Linked DNA regions of Mus musculus: regions 2 and 3 are each linked to region 1. The links are chromatin contacts, called in public promoter capture Hi-C maps. All regions are on one chromosome and are shown on one strand. Each heading gives the region's core, a stretch centred on a gene start, on an enhancer-like site or on the middle of the called end of the contact. The rest is flanking DNA. Distances are from core to core; before and after follow the strand shown. Region 1 holds the start of Zfp870 (zinc finger protein 870). Region 2 holds the start of Cyp4f15 (cytochrome P450, family 4, subfamily f, polypeptide 15). Region 3 holds the start of Zfp563 (zinc finger protein 563).

Region 1 (4,732 bases), core at 1,535-4,034:
CTGAGCAGTCAGGGTCTAATTTCTTTTTCTTTCTTTTCTTTTTTTTTTTTTTTTTGCTATCATTTTTTGAGAAAAAAAAATCTCACTATGTAACCCTGGCTATCACAGAACTCACTATGTAAACCAGGTTGGCCTTGATCTCACAGAGCTTGTGTATGGGACAATCCACTGTACTATCACATCTAAGGGTTTAATTTTTTAATAAGTTTTATTTTTAAAGATTAATTTATTTATGTTCAGTACAAAAGGATAGGTGGATACTTGTGGGCTCAATGTCTGATTGGTCTACACAGCAAGACAAAGACATTTAAGGCTTCCAGGTTACATTAAGAAACCCTGTTTTTGTTTTGTGATTTTAAGATTTAGTTTTTAGCCTGGCGGTGGTGGTGCACGGCCAGCCTGGTCTACAAAGTGAGTTCCAGGACAGCCAGAGCTATAAAGAGAAACCCTGTCTCGAAAAACCAAAAAAAAAAAAAAAAAAAAGATTTATTTTAAAAAAAGATTAATTTATTTATCTCATGTATGTGAGTACACTGTAGCTGTCTGAAGACGCACCAGAAGAGGGCATCGGATCCCATTACAGATGGTTGTGAGCCACCATGTGGTTGCTGGGATTTGAATTCAGGACCTCTGGAAGAGCAGTCAGTGTTCTTAACCACTTGAGCCATCTCTCCAGCCCCATGGTTTAATTTTTTAATGTGCGTTTTTGTGCTTTTTTTTTTTTTGCTATTATTTTGAGCCAGTTTTTTGTATAAGTTCTGCTTTCTCCATAACTTGGTAACTTGAATGACATGCATTGATTGTTTGTGTGTTTTTATGTTATTGGTTGAGTATGGGATCAAAAAAGCCACCTGCCTCATTCCAAATTTTGAGGTAAGAAAAAAACTGTCTAGTAGGAAAGAAAGTCATTGAAGGAAAATGCAAGAACAGACTCAGTTTGACCTGGTAACAGTGTTCAATGGGTGTGCTTGACTGTTAATGTGACACATCTAATTCAGATCTCTCAGTTGAAAAACACACCTATAATCTAGATATTTTTGTTGTTGTTGTTGTTGAATGGAGAAAACACATGCTTTTAAATCCTGTTCTTGGGATAGGAAGACATACCTTTAGTCCAGATCTTTAATCCAGATCTAATGTGGGTTTCTGCTTCTGCTGGAAGCCTATATAAGGACATGGGAGAAGGAAGCTTTTATTCTTTGCCTGCTTGCTCTTGCCTTGCTTGCAAGTCCATTTCTACACTGGCATTAGAGCCTAGCTCTTTGTGACTCTGATATCAGTTGAACACCAGCTGAGACATCCAGCCTTGTGTTCTGAGCAACTACTGGGTTCTTGGACTTTCTGTTCAAAGTCAGTCATTGTTGGACTAGTTAGACCACAGCCTGTAAATTATTTTATACATCTCTCTCCCGCTGTGTGTGTGTGTGTGTGTGTGTGTGTGTGTGTGTGTGTGTGTGTGTGTTCTGTTATGCTAAAGAACCATGTGGTGGTTTGAATTGCTTGGCAAGGCCCAGGGAGTGGCACTTTTAAGACTTGTGGCCTTGTTAGAGGAAGTATGTCATTGTTGCAGTGGACTTTGAGGCTCCTAGTGTTCAAGCTCTGCCCTGTGCAGAAGAGAGTCCCTTCCTGGCTGCCTGGAGAAGACAGTCTCCTCCTGGATGCCTTCTGATTAAGATGTAGGACTCCCAACACTTACAGTACCATATCTGTCTGGAGGCTGCCATGCTTTCCACCATGATGATAATGGACCGAACCTCTGAAACTGTAAGCCAGTCCCAATTAAATGTTTGCCTTTATAAGAGTTGCCTTGGACATGGTGTCTCTTCACAGCAATAAAACCCTAATTAATACAAACCCTAACACACAGCAAGAGCAGATGTTTATTGGTCTGAGAAAATAAGGCCTCCAAACCTGAACACATCACAAAGGCTCTGAAAATCCGTTTTTGCAGTAGAGAGCAGGGCAGGAGGGCACTGATTTCAACAGGCCCAGAAACTGGTTTTCTGGGTAAACATTTTTTGTTTTTGTTTTGTTTGGTTTTTTGCTTTTTGTTTTTGTTTTTGTTTTGTTTTGTTTTTTTTTTTTTGAAACTGCAGGGTGAGAGACAAGTCAGGTTGCCTATTTTTGTCAATTTGTTTGTTTGTTCGAGACAGGGTTTCTCTGTATAGCCCTGGCTGTCCTGGAACTCACTCTGTAGACCAGGCTGGCGTCGAACTCAGAAATCTGCCTGCCTCTGCCTCTGCCTCCCAAGTGCTGGGATTAAAGGCATGCGCCACCACCACCTGGTTATTTTTGTGAATTTTATTGGTGGAATAGTTCGCAAAGTCTTGTACAGACTGGCGGTATAGCGGTGGGATGTGGGAAGATGAGAGCGGGCTGAGAGGTTTCCTTTAATAAGGCCCTTCCTCCTAATCCTACTCAAAGCAGCTCTTAAGAGTTGTCTCCGTGACCAGAGTCTGGAATTCTCTTGCTCTGACCCCATTCTTAGGAGGAAGAATTAGGAACGGCTCACTGTGAATTGTTACAAGCAAGAGAACAAACTTCGCTTGCATGCACACAGTCACCCAGACAGGGCTAGAACGCAGGGGTCTAGAGTGAAATCTGCTTGCTAATTTGCCTAATAAAACTTGTATGCCCTGTCACTAGCGCTCCAGGACCTGAGCCAAGGGCTCGCTGGCCTATCCGGAGAAAGGTTAGGCTCGCTGGCCTATCAGGGTAAAGGTTATTACTTTAGTGTCTGAAGTGTCCAATGAGAAGTACGCTTCTTGCATGAGGGGCTTTGTCTGACCGAGGTCTGTTTCCTTAAACCCCCTCCCCAGCCCCCCAAATTAGGCATGTTTGTGTTATTTGGAAGTATGTCCTAGATGCCAGGCCTAGATATCAGAGTCGCCTTCACTGACAGCAGGAGCCGCAGGAGCACACCAGGACACTCCGGGGCTGGAAATGGTACGTTCGGCCTGTGACTTAGATGTGGGCAGGATGCTGCGGCAGCAGACGGAGACCGCAATGGGAGCAGGTCTTGCAAGACAGCTGAGTCTGCAGCGGAGTCTCATCTGGCTCCGCTGGGTCTTGCCGCTCCGATTCCGCTGGGTGGAGCTGGTCCATCAGACAGAGCGGTGGTCTCTTCCTCTCTGAGCGCTCAGCGCTGCAGCGTCTGGGGTCAGCTGGGCTTCTCCACCAAGGTCTCGGGAGGATCCTGAGGAGCCAACTCTGGGAGTTGGATTGGGACTCTTCTACGGGGGATGAAGGTGGAGCTGCGTGGATGATGAAGGTTAGGACACGAGTCCTATAACTGCTTCGTCCTCCCCTGAAAATCTCGACACACCCTATGCAGTGTCTCAGGGCGCAGCTACCCAGAGGACTTTGTGATTCTCAGTGTTGAGAGAGAGAGATGGGGTGGGGGGTGCCGGGGTGTGTGTGTGCGGGGGAGGGGGGTTAGACATATTGGAGCAGCGAGTGGCCCCATCCTTTCTGGAATAAATGCCCATAGTGCAGTGACTCTCAACCTTCCTAATGTTCATTTTGTGATCCCATCCATAAAATTACCTTTGTTGCTCCTTTATAACTGCAATTCTGCTACCGTTATGAACCGTAATGTAAACATCTGATATGCAAGATATCTAACATACAACCCTTGAGGCTGGTACTGGTCCTGGACTCACAGATCTGCCTAGTTCTGCTCTCCAGTGCTGGGATGAAAGATGTGCACTTCCACACCTAGTGATTCCAGTTTGAATCCCTAACATCAACCAGCAGATCACACGGGGACATTTCACACAACCAGAGACAACACAGGTTACAAATGGCTAGGAAATAGTTAAAGAGCCTGCAGAATCCGTCTGTCCTGAAGACACAGGTAGAGAGCTGAGGTAGGTGAGGGGGGAGTCTCCAGGGGACCAGCTAAGGCTTGGCAGTGCAGGTACGTAGATGCCAAATGCCTCTTGGGAGGACAGGCTATTGGATGGTGACTTTCAGGTGGGCTGAATATTTTGCCACGAAGAAACTGCTGTGGTGAGGGACATGGTGATCCAGGAGTTGACAATTTTGCTGGCTTTTGACAGCTGACCCTGCCACTCTCTGGTTTTAGTCTCAGGTAAGAGGGTTCCATCTGTTGTGGACCAAAAGCCCCTGTGTCTGGTGTTTCTGGTATGATCTGGTATGAGTGTTGCTACTTATTGACACAGTTAATGTCTCTTGGTGTGCTGGCAGATTGTGGTTTGTGTGTGTGTGTGTGTGTGTGTGTGTGTGTGTGTGTGTGTGTAAACAAGCTGGACTTGTGTAAACAGTCCCCCTTTCCTGGTACTGTTACTCTGTAGCAAATCAGGTCAGTATGGTTGTTGTCCAAGGTGACACTCTTCTAGGCTAGCTCTGACACAGAGGTTGTGATATTCTGCACAGCAGAGTGACCTAGAGCAGTCCCTGCCCGCCCTCTACCTTGTCTCCGTGTCACCCAGAGATGCTTGCTTTTTCATAGGCGTGCCACAGAGTTAAAGGATGTTTCCTCTGAACTCTGTCATTTGTGTCCTTGGGCGCAGAGTGCCTAGAACTAGGAGTAAATCTGTGATTTTGCAAGTCTTCCTGACATTGCCAAACTCACTGACCTCTCCTCCCATTGATTGGGGACCCTGCGCTCAGTGCAATGGTTGGTTGTGAGCATCTGGATCTGTCTTTGGAAGGCTCTGGCAGGGCCTCTCAGGAGACAGCCATATTAGCTTTCTTTCAGCAAGCATTT
Region 2 (4,732 bases), core at 931-3,430, 210 kb after region 1:
TTCTTGTCACTGACACACTACATATGTGTGGTCCTGGCCCTATAAGCTCATAATGGACCCAAAGAATTCCTATGCACAATATCTTTATTATTGTTATCCTATATATAGATGTATTTAGATACATAAACACCATTGTCTTACAAATACCTACAATATTTAGGACAGCAACATGATGTGAAGATTTGCACAAGTAGCCTACACTATATGGGTTTGTGCTGAGTCCTGCTCCATCTTTCTCAGGGTTATGGCTGAGTCTCAAGGGTCTATCCCAGGGCCAATGGAGAAGGTATACAGCCTACGTCAGAGATAGCCACCTTGGCTTGCGAAGATGAATGTTCTCTGGTGGTATTAATTTCAGCCCCAGGGACCATCATCAGGGAAGGTCTCAACCGGGACTTAGGGGTGTCTAGGCAACATTGAAGCCTGTTAGTTGTAATTGACAACTTGACAGGGCCTCTACTCACCTGAGAAGGGAGTCTCAGTTGCATGGTACTGCCAGATCAGAGTGGTCTGTGGGCACATCTTTGGGGGACTGTCTTAATTGTTAGTTGATTTAGAAGCACCCAGCCATTCTACCTGTCACCATTTTCTGCACAGATAGTTCTGGACTGTATTTTTCAAAAGCTAGCTAAACATGTGCTTGAGAGTGAGCAAATGGGCAGTGTTTCTCCACGCTTTCTGTCTCAAGTTCCTGCTGGAGTTCCTACCTTGACTACCCTCAAACAAACTTTTTCCTCCTGAGGTCACTTTTGGTCAGTGTTTTATCACAGCAACAGAATGAAAACAAAACTTGGATAGGTCTGCAGTTCCAACTGTGCAAAAGGTCTGCAGAGCAGGGACTAGTCAACTCCAGGACAAGAGGGGACCACTAATTCTCTAGGAGGGCAGAAACTCCTACCTGTGAGGCCCCATGCTCTCACCAAACATCACCCTGCGTATGATGTCACTGATGTGTACAGATGTTGTGAGCTTCGGTGTTTGCAAGTGAAGCAACTGAGACCGAGTCACCCAAAGGCAAGAACAGACTTGGTCAAAATCTAAGGCACGGGGTCAAGGAATGCTTACGGGAGGGTGAAGAGACAACTCTTATCTCAGTTGGGCAACAGGACTCAATGGTCCATCTTAGGGAAGAACTGACAGCTTTTAAGTAAAAAGTGCTTCAGGAACAAGAGGCAGGAAGACAACCCATAACTCTCCTGCTTCATGGGTGGTAGGAGAGGAATACCAGAGATTACCCCCAGGCAAACATGGAAACCCTGATATGGATTGACAGAAAAATGGCATTGACGTTGGACAGAGCTTCCCAAGAGGCCTCAAGTCCAGCAGACAATGAGGGAACCCCAGGGGTCCTCACTCTGTATTGTCTACCTTGGAAGTGTCCACCAGTGTAAGAAAGATGGACTAGAAATTAATCCAGAGCAAAGTAGGGGTGGAGGCAGGGACATGAGAAAAGCTAGTGAAGGATGCTGGAGGACTTCAGACCCATCCCCTGAGGTCCATTCCTGGTCCATTCTCTCCAAAATACAAGACCCACAATATATTGCTGCACTCACCATGCCTAGGTGACCCAAGAACCAATTCCATTTGGGGGGTTGAGGGAAATCACAAAGATGATGATATGTTCTGTAGAAGATATAGGTCTGAGTCAGGACACGGGCCAAGAGCCAGGAAGCTCCGATCAGCAGCAAAAGCAGCCATGGTGAGGATGCCTCCAGCCTCAGTCCCAGCCAAGACAGGTCCAACTGTGGCATCCTGTGGGGCAAATGGACAGACAGTGAGACTGGGAGGTTGGAAGAAGGTTGGGGCCATCAGGCATAATGGACCAGGGATATGAATAATGAAGGCTGTTTGTAGGAGGAGAGATCCATGGGGTGGAAATAGGCAGTAATATGGAGGAAGAGGAGGTGGAGGTAGAGGAGGAGGAGGAGGAGGGAGAGAGGGAGAGAGGGAGAGAGGGAGAGACCCAAAATTCCTGAATGAAACTGCCAGGAGATGTTACCTGAAAAACCCCATGTCTGAAGCCAACAGGATCACTCTGACTTTTTGGCTTCAGATAGCTGGTTATCTAGAAATAAGCAGCCAGGTTCAGGCTTAGAGTTCTCTTTAACCTACTCTTAGCCAGGCACCTTCTCTCAGGAACAGTGAGTTTCCCACGGTTCTCCTTCCTTTAGAGTTTCTTTGTTCCTGGCTTCTGCTCTGAAGGAGGCTGAGCTCAGTTGTGTCAGCCAATCCTTCACAGGCCCAACTGCCTCCTCCCCTCTGGGGCAGAAGGCCAAAAGGAGGGGGTTGGGTCAGCAGGGTACAGAGTGAAATCAATTCAGGGTCACAGCATGAACACCAGAGCCTTAGAACTTGTTCCCTCTCACATCATGGGGGAGGGCGGGGGGTGGGGGGGTGGGATGGAGGATGGGCATGGGGATGGAGGTTGAGGGCAGGAGAGATTTGGGAGCAAAACTCTGAGGTTAGCAGAGGTAAGTCTGAGTCTAACATCCACAGCCAAGTAGGGGTATCCCTACGCGTCAGAGACTCGTCAGAGACGACAGTGTATCTAGCAAAATCATTAACAGGAATTCTCCTGCTAGGAGAATGCAACCAGGCCAGGCTTGGTCACAGACCATCTCCCAAAGTCCTCTGCACTGGACTGCACTCACAGCATGTACCTTTTTTTTTTTTTAAATACACAATATTTTATTAATTTGTTGTTGAGAATTTTATGCATAAAATGTGTTTTGATCAGACTTGCCTCCTACTCTCCCGCTTAATTCCTTCCAGATTGGCTCCTTACCCACACCCCTCCCTTTTTTTTTTTTTTAAATAACTTACTGATTCAAATAGGTGTAGTGCCTATCAGGGACAAAAGGCTTACCAGTGATCAGACCCTCAGAGAAAGCTGACTCTCCCACCACCATCAGCTGCCAATAACTCCTCAACTAGGGGCTAGGGCTCACCATCCCTTCCCCAGTGCTGGAATGTTGGTTATCTTGAGCTTGGTGTTATCTTGGGTTCACTGCAGCGTCTGTGAGCTCACTAGAGCAGAGGTCCTACCATACCCAGAAGGCATTGTTTGGTCCTATTCTTCTAGACTTCTGGCTCTTACAGTCATTTCGCTCCAACTTCCACAAAAATCCTTGAATCTTGTGGGGCCCATGTGGGCGTGGTATAGTTTCACTTAGAGACAAGTTCTGCTCACTGCACAAAGAAACTTCTCTCATGGGGTCTGAGACCTGCATGTAGCCTTTCATGGCACAAAACTGGGAGGTCCAGGATGCCTCTGCCTACCAGCTACACAGTCAGGCAAAATTCAAATGCTGCTCTGAAGCAGCTCAGGGTCTGGAGAGAGCCACTACTCTCTGGAGCAGCAAAAAGGAGTACAGCCCAATGACCAAGTCCCCAGGTCAGATGCCAGGAGTCAGCAGCTCAGCTGGGAGAACATAACTTAGGTTGACCTATATGTGAACTGAGACATGGTGAGAGGGAGGAGACATGTGATGTTGAGGTGGAGAGCAGCCCTGAGCAGACAGGTACAAGCAGAACACAGCACTGGTCACACAACAGCCTTGAGGGTCAGTCTGTACAGGCCACCTTTTTTGAGGGCCACTTATTGATTTTGCAGCTGCGTAATCCAAGCTCAATGAATCACTGGCTTTCAGGGGTTCCCCCACTTCCACCTCCTTTTCTACAAAAGTACTAAGATTATGCATGTGTGCAATTATGCCCGACTTTCTATGGGCTCTGGGGATTTGAACCTAGGCTGTTATGTTTGCACAAGTGTAATACCCTCTAGGGTTGCAGGAACAGTTTTTTGCATTTGTTTGTTTGTTTGTTTGTTTGTTTTAATTAAAGGTTTAAAACACAGGGAAGAAATGTTACTGGAGATCTTGGGGAGTTCCTGAAGACTAATCATATGTTAATAAAAGAATTGCTTCCCCATTTTTTTTTGTCTCAATAATTAAAGTGTCGTCGTTTGAGTGAGCTACATCTCCCATAGTCTAAGGCATCTGACGACTTTGTTGTTGCAGGATATTTGATAACACTGTGAACCTTGAGATAGTGTAATTTACTGGAAAAACCTGTTTATAGTTGTGACTTGGCTCCACCTTAGCACTCACCTTTAATCCAAGAGCTTTGTGCTTGAATACTGTAAACAGGATTAAATAAAGTCAATCTTAGGTCAAGAGGCAGAGCAAGCAACCAGTTGACCGGAAGTGAACATAGGATTATTAAGAAAAAGCCATAGAGAGTAACAGGAAGTCAGGAAGATGGATAGAAAGATGCATAGGAAGTAGAAGGGAGGGAGATTCAGTTTGGAGGAGGTTTTCGGAGATGGTGAGGGAGATTTGCTTCTGGGAGGCTGTCTGAGAAAGGTCATCTGGGTACTTTCTCTGCTTCTCTGAGCTAGCAGATGTTCACCCCAGCCTCTGGCTCCTGAGTGTTTGGTAGCAAAATCAAATAATTGAGATTCTGTTAACAATAATTTGTCCTCACTTGGTGGCTTTTTTGGGGAGGGTTAGGAGGTGTGGCCTGGCTGGAAGAAGAGCGTGAGCCCTGAGTTGAGGAAAAGTGTCCCATGGGGATGGGCTTTGAGAATTTAAGGCCTCACCCTACTTGCAGTTTGCTTTTTCTGGTGCTTGTGGTTCATGATGTGAGCTCTCAGTTTCCTGCTCCCGCACCCATGGCCACCTGCCATTATGGATTCTGTCCCTCTGGAGCCATAACCCAAAGTAAACTCTTT
Region 3 (4,732 bases), core at 1,475-3,974, 200 kb before region 1:
TCATAGGCCCTAACCTATCGTTGTTTTGCTCTATGGACCCGATGTCAAGCTGTCTTATAAATATTAATGTTTATACTGATAGATTAGTGCTGCTGTCAAGAAGATTAGTGCTGGCCAAAGAGGTTTCTCTGTGCAGTGGGTGATGTTTAATACAGAAATTCATAAACAGTCCAAGTCCTGAATATAAGTAACTCTTGAATACTTGCCCCTGTCACCCAATCCAAGGCATGGAGAACATCATAAAAGAAGAAAAGAGAAAATACAAACATTGGAGGATGGGAAGCAATGTTGTGAGTGCTGTGTTCTGGACATGATACAGCTGTTGAGCTTGTGAACTCCAAGCAGCTATAGTTGCCTGCACAATGGGGCCTCCCCAACATCCCGTTGTCAGGCCCCACTGTTCCTGAGGAACTATTTAGAGGTCAATGGCTTGCTGGAGAAGAGTCAGTGTTTTCAGAAGTGTAGCCACTGATAAACTGGCCATGCTTCAGTAAATAACTCTCAGCCACGTTCACTAAGGTAACCATGATTAGCATCCTAAGGTCACAAATGAACAAAGCAGTGACGGCAGGAGGGGAGCTGAGGTGAGAGCAGGTTCTGCAGAAGGGGGTGGGGTAACCAAGTACAACAGCAGGTGGGAAAGATCAAAATACATGTCCACAAGTGTGTATAAAAAGGAAGAAAAGAAGCGCAGAACTCATCAGTATCTGAAGGAGGTATGTTTCAAGACCTGTAGTGGAAGACTAAAATAGTGGCAAGTAGTTAGCCTAACCACTATGGTTTTCCCTATACAGACATGTGAGAAATGTTAATTTGCTAACTAGACACAAGAAGGTATTTACAACAACATATAATGGTGAACTCGAACTATAATCGCAATATATAATGAGTCAGTTTCTGTCTCAATGCCATGGTGCACCACACTCACCTTTCTTCGTGGGCTGATGTGAAGTCACATAGCTGCTATATGATGAGATTATATGAGGTGAATGATGCACTAGCAGAGCTGCATATGTCATGATGTTACTCAGATCTACCCACAATTTAAAGTTACAAATATTTACGTCTAGAAGACTTCATTTAATGTTTTCAAACACCTGTTAAACTGAAACTCCAGAATCTATACCGAAAGTAAGTAGTTTGACCAGAAGATACTAGCCATGCTCAAAGCTCACAAAACTTGGGTAGAGTTGTCTAAAACCCTCTGGGAGATGAAGCAAATACTTTAGTTGTCATGTATTGAGCAACTGTCCTTGTGACTGCCACAGAGCTATCCTGTATGCAGGTGACTCTTTATCTGTGAGGTCTTAAGGGTAACCCTTCTTCCATGGACTTTACTGTTAAAGACTGCAGCAGCCTCACTCCCTCAATTTCCCTGGGCTTTTTCTGCTTTGTGGGGTCTGTGATACCTCTGCTCCTACCATACAATTTTGCCTTGGCTTTAGGAGTGCTGGAGAGATTTCTTGGAATATACAGGGGGGAAAAATCTACTCTTCTTTCTATTCTGTGGACCTGGAGTATTAGAACCGTATACTGAGATTTCTTTCTGTCGTCTCATCAGTAGGCAGAAGGGAAACACTGACTCATTTAAGCACAACAGGGTGAAAAGAGATTTACTGTGGCCTTAGTCAGCCTCAAGGTTATTTAGTACCCTGATCTGCCTCCCCTACATTAAATTCTTCTGTATCAAGGGCACGGCATGTTGATGTATTCCTATAACCTTATCACTTAGGAGGCTGAGGAAGGACTGTTACTTTGTGTCCAGCCTGGGCTACATAATGAGATTTTTTGTCTTAAAATAAAACAAACAAAAATATATCACCATAAACAACATGAACAAAATAACCCATGCTTTTGCAAATACAGGAAGGAAAGCTTTGAAGCTCTGCAAACTGCCTTTCAGGTCATTTTCCCACATCTTTCGTGGATATCACCAGGCTTCCTTCTAGCCCATTCTACAGGTAAGGTGGCTTAGTCATCACTTGCTATTCTCCTCAAAGCATACTTTATTATATTTTAGAATGGTTGGGCAGAGTTCTTTTCTGCAGCGATAGACGATAGACTGTAACCTGGACTTGTGAAGTAAATAAACCATATTTTCAAGTTACTTTTTTTTTTTCCTCTTTGAGACAGGGTCTATGTCCTAACTGGCCTTCAATTCGTCATCATGTCGTATGGGCTGGTGTAGTGGTCATGTGTTAACATGCCCATCTACCTGTACTTTACAGGAGGCGTCTCGCTGAGGAGACAGAAGTACAGGATTCTGCAAGAGATGGGGCTGCCCGCCGGGGTCCTGCCACCTAGAGTGCAGAGAAACCCTGAGTCCCGCAGCACCCAAAGCAATGTAGGACTGAGGATGTAGGACTGAGGCATCTACCCGGGGAACACCCGGCGCCCCTTACATTGCCCCGACGTTCGCCTCGTCTGCTCCCGGGCCCTCTTGTAGTTTCAAGAAGGCTCCAGAGGTCAGCTGTCCCGGAGCCAAAGAGGCTTAACCGTACCCGCTGCCCTCTCAGCTGACCAGACCGTGCCAGGAAGAAAGATGGCGGGTGAGGCATATCCGCTTTCTGCCGGCGTTCCTGATTGGACAGCTGGCCGTAAGGACACTTACCATAGCTGAGCCCAAGGCTTGCTGGGGCCTTAGGAATGATCCTGGTGTTGGCAGCCACACAACACGGACCCTGAACGGATACCTGTGACTCCCTCAGCTGGCAGAACTCTATCACCACAATAGTCTGGCAAGTAAGAGAAGGCCGGTGAGGAACGTCCGCTTCACCAATCGGCGCTTCTGATTGGATAGCTCGTGCTGTGCTCCGTGGTACTAATTGGATAAGCGATCAGACACCCCCCCCCCAACCCCCCCACCCCCCCCCCCCCCACACACACACACATTAGAGCTTGGTGGTAAACTCTTAATTTAATAAGTGGGGCACACATGCCATATTGCAGCCAAAGCTCTCATGGCCCGGGCAGAAATCCACTCTTTTTTCTTTTTTTTTTTCTTTTTTTTTTTTGTTTTTTGTTTTGTTTTGTTTTTCGAGACAGGGTTTCTCTGTATAGCCCTGGCTGTCCTGGAACTCACTTTGTAGACCAGACTGGCCTCGAACTCAGAAATCTGCCTGCCTCTGTCTACCAAGTGCTAGGATTAAAGGTGTGCACCACCACGCCCCGCATCCGCTCATCTTGATAACTGCATTTAAAAAGAATTTAGACTTGGTTTTTCCAAAGAAGAGCTTTCCCACTTCCCCCTGGAAACTAAGTCTGGAGTCTGCTTATTTAAAGTCAGATTTAGTTAGTGTACCATGGACAGAACCTTAGAGAAAGGGTACCTAGGCCTGCCACAGAGATAAAGGGATACCCAGCCAGGGCAGGTCCACTGGTCTAATGTCACCCATGAGAAACTTGAGATGATGTAGTCTGCATGATAGCAAAAGCTTTCCCCTTCCTTTTCACTCAGTCCATACATTTTTCAGCCAAGAAAAGAGAAATATACCAAGAGAATATACCAAGAGAAAACAGTTATGAATATGAAAAGTGCGGTTACATAGTAGCAGTCATAAGGTTCTCTAGGGACACAGGAATCAGTTCGTTTGCTCTGCCAATTAAAGCATTTTTATTCAAATTTTAAAGAAAAAATCCCAGGGAAGCAAAGTTGTAAGTCACTGCATCTGCTGGGATAGGGACCATTGCCTGGGAACAGGCACTGCAAGTTCAGCAACATGGAATAGATATATTTACCCCAAAAGATGGGCCTATCAGTTTTCCTGTCTTTGTTCAAACTGAACATCCCTAAGTTAGAAAGACTCTTCAAAGTTTCCGGATCTCTGCCTTTCTGTGTCCCCACCCCCCACCCCACCCCCACCTTCTTGTACATTTGTTTCTTTACTACTAGGAAGAGCTGTTCTTTAGTTGATTCTGCCTGCAGGGTCTGAGATTTCCCCTGTTGCTACCTGTTGCGCTGAGATTTTTTTTTTTTTTTTTTTTTACTCTTAATTCTTTAAGTGGCAGAGAAAACAAACCCTATCAAGATGGTAACAAACACGTATTTAGTAGGTTATGACCACTATCTGAAATTTTTTTAAAAAAAGTTATATCTGTCTCAGTTCATGGGTCAGAAAGGTGAGCTGACCCATCTGAACCTCAGAGAGGCTGATATGGTCTACACTAGGGAGTAGGAATTCGGTTAGGAAAAACAGCATCTTGTTAAAGGGATAATTTTCTGCATACGTCTTTAGCACAACTTAAGGTGAGCCCACCTTCCTAGGAATGTTCCTAACTTTCAGAGGTATGGTCCCCTGGTCAGGTTATTGACAGGCCCAAGTGAATTAACTTTTATATTTTAGATAGCTTGGAATGTTAGGCCAGAGATTTTATTTCATTGACCAGAGGAACTAGGTTTTTTTTTTTTTTTCCTAGTAGTCCTTTATTGCTGCTGTCCAGTTCTAAACAGTAGCCCTAATATTATTTAGGAAATGGGCTGAAATTGGATGTGTTGAGCATTTAGATCTGTAAAGTCCAAAGCTGTTCACCACAAGAGGTTAATGACATCCGGGTGGGAGTTTTCATTTTCACCCTTACATATACTCTTCAAAGTAGGGGGCTCACTTAGGGGAAGGTAAGAAACCAGATTCCCTTCCAGCATTCCTGACTCAAGACCTAAGGACATCACTGATGCTTTGGAACTAGGAGTTGGATAGCTCCTTGGCTGGCAGACAGACAAGGGAACGAGGCT

Evidence for each region. Capture Hi-C pulls out chosen DNA fragments and counts their contacts.
Region 2: a contact with region 1 is called in a promoter capture Hi-C map of pancreatic islet. The contact joins the promoter of Cyp4f15 here to the promoter of Zfp870 in region 1. A contact is called at or near these places in 6 of 39 promoter capture datasets (the 3T3-L1 cell line, HPC-7-derived erythroid cells, cranial neural crest and 3 more), 3 of 115 datasets of contacts at active chromatin or transcription factors (embryonic stem cells, neural progenitor cells and trophoblast stem cells) and 3 of 9 other capture datasets (adipose tissue, liver and pancreatic islet).
Region 3: a promoter capture Hi-C map of adipose tissue shows a contact between it and region 1. The contact joins the promoter of Zfp563 here to the promoter of Zfp870 in region 1. A contact is called at or near these places in 2 of 39 promoter capture datasets (the HPC-7 cell line and hippocampal neurons), 2 of 484 Hi-C or Micro-C datasets (LSK cells and liver), 1 of 115 datasets of contacts at active chromatin or transcription factors (pancreatic cancer cells) and 4 of 9 other capture datasets (adipose tissue, liver, macrophages and 1 more).

The regions. Positions count from the first base shown.
Region 1 is chr17:32,889,655-32,894,386 of GRCm38.p6, reverse strand. It overlaps Zfp870 (zinc finger protein 870), which reads left to right and starts at 2,784. Exons shown (of 4, transcript NM_207245.2): 1 at 2,784-2,946. The coding sequence starts at 2,944.
Region 2 is chr17:32,683,079-32,687,810 of GRCm38.p6, reverse strand. Cyp4f15 (cytochrome P450, family 4, subfamily f, polypeptide 15) reads right to left here and starts at 2,180. Exons shown (of 13, transcript NM_001346538.1): 1 at 2,000-2,180; 2 at 1,554-1,752. The coding sequence starts at 2,013.
Region 3 is chr17:33,087,359-33,092,090 of GRCm38.p6, reverse strand. It overlaps Zfp563 (zinc finger protein 563), which reads right to left and starts at 2,724. Exons shown (of 4, transcript NM_001024950.2): 1 at 2,612-2,724. The coding sequence starts at 2,614.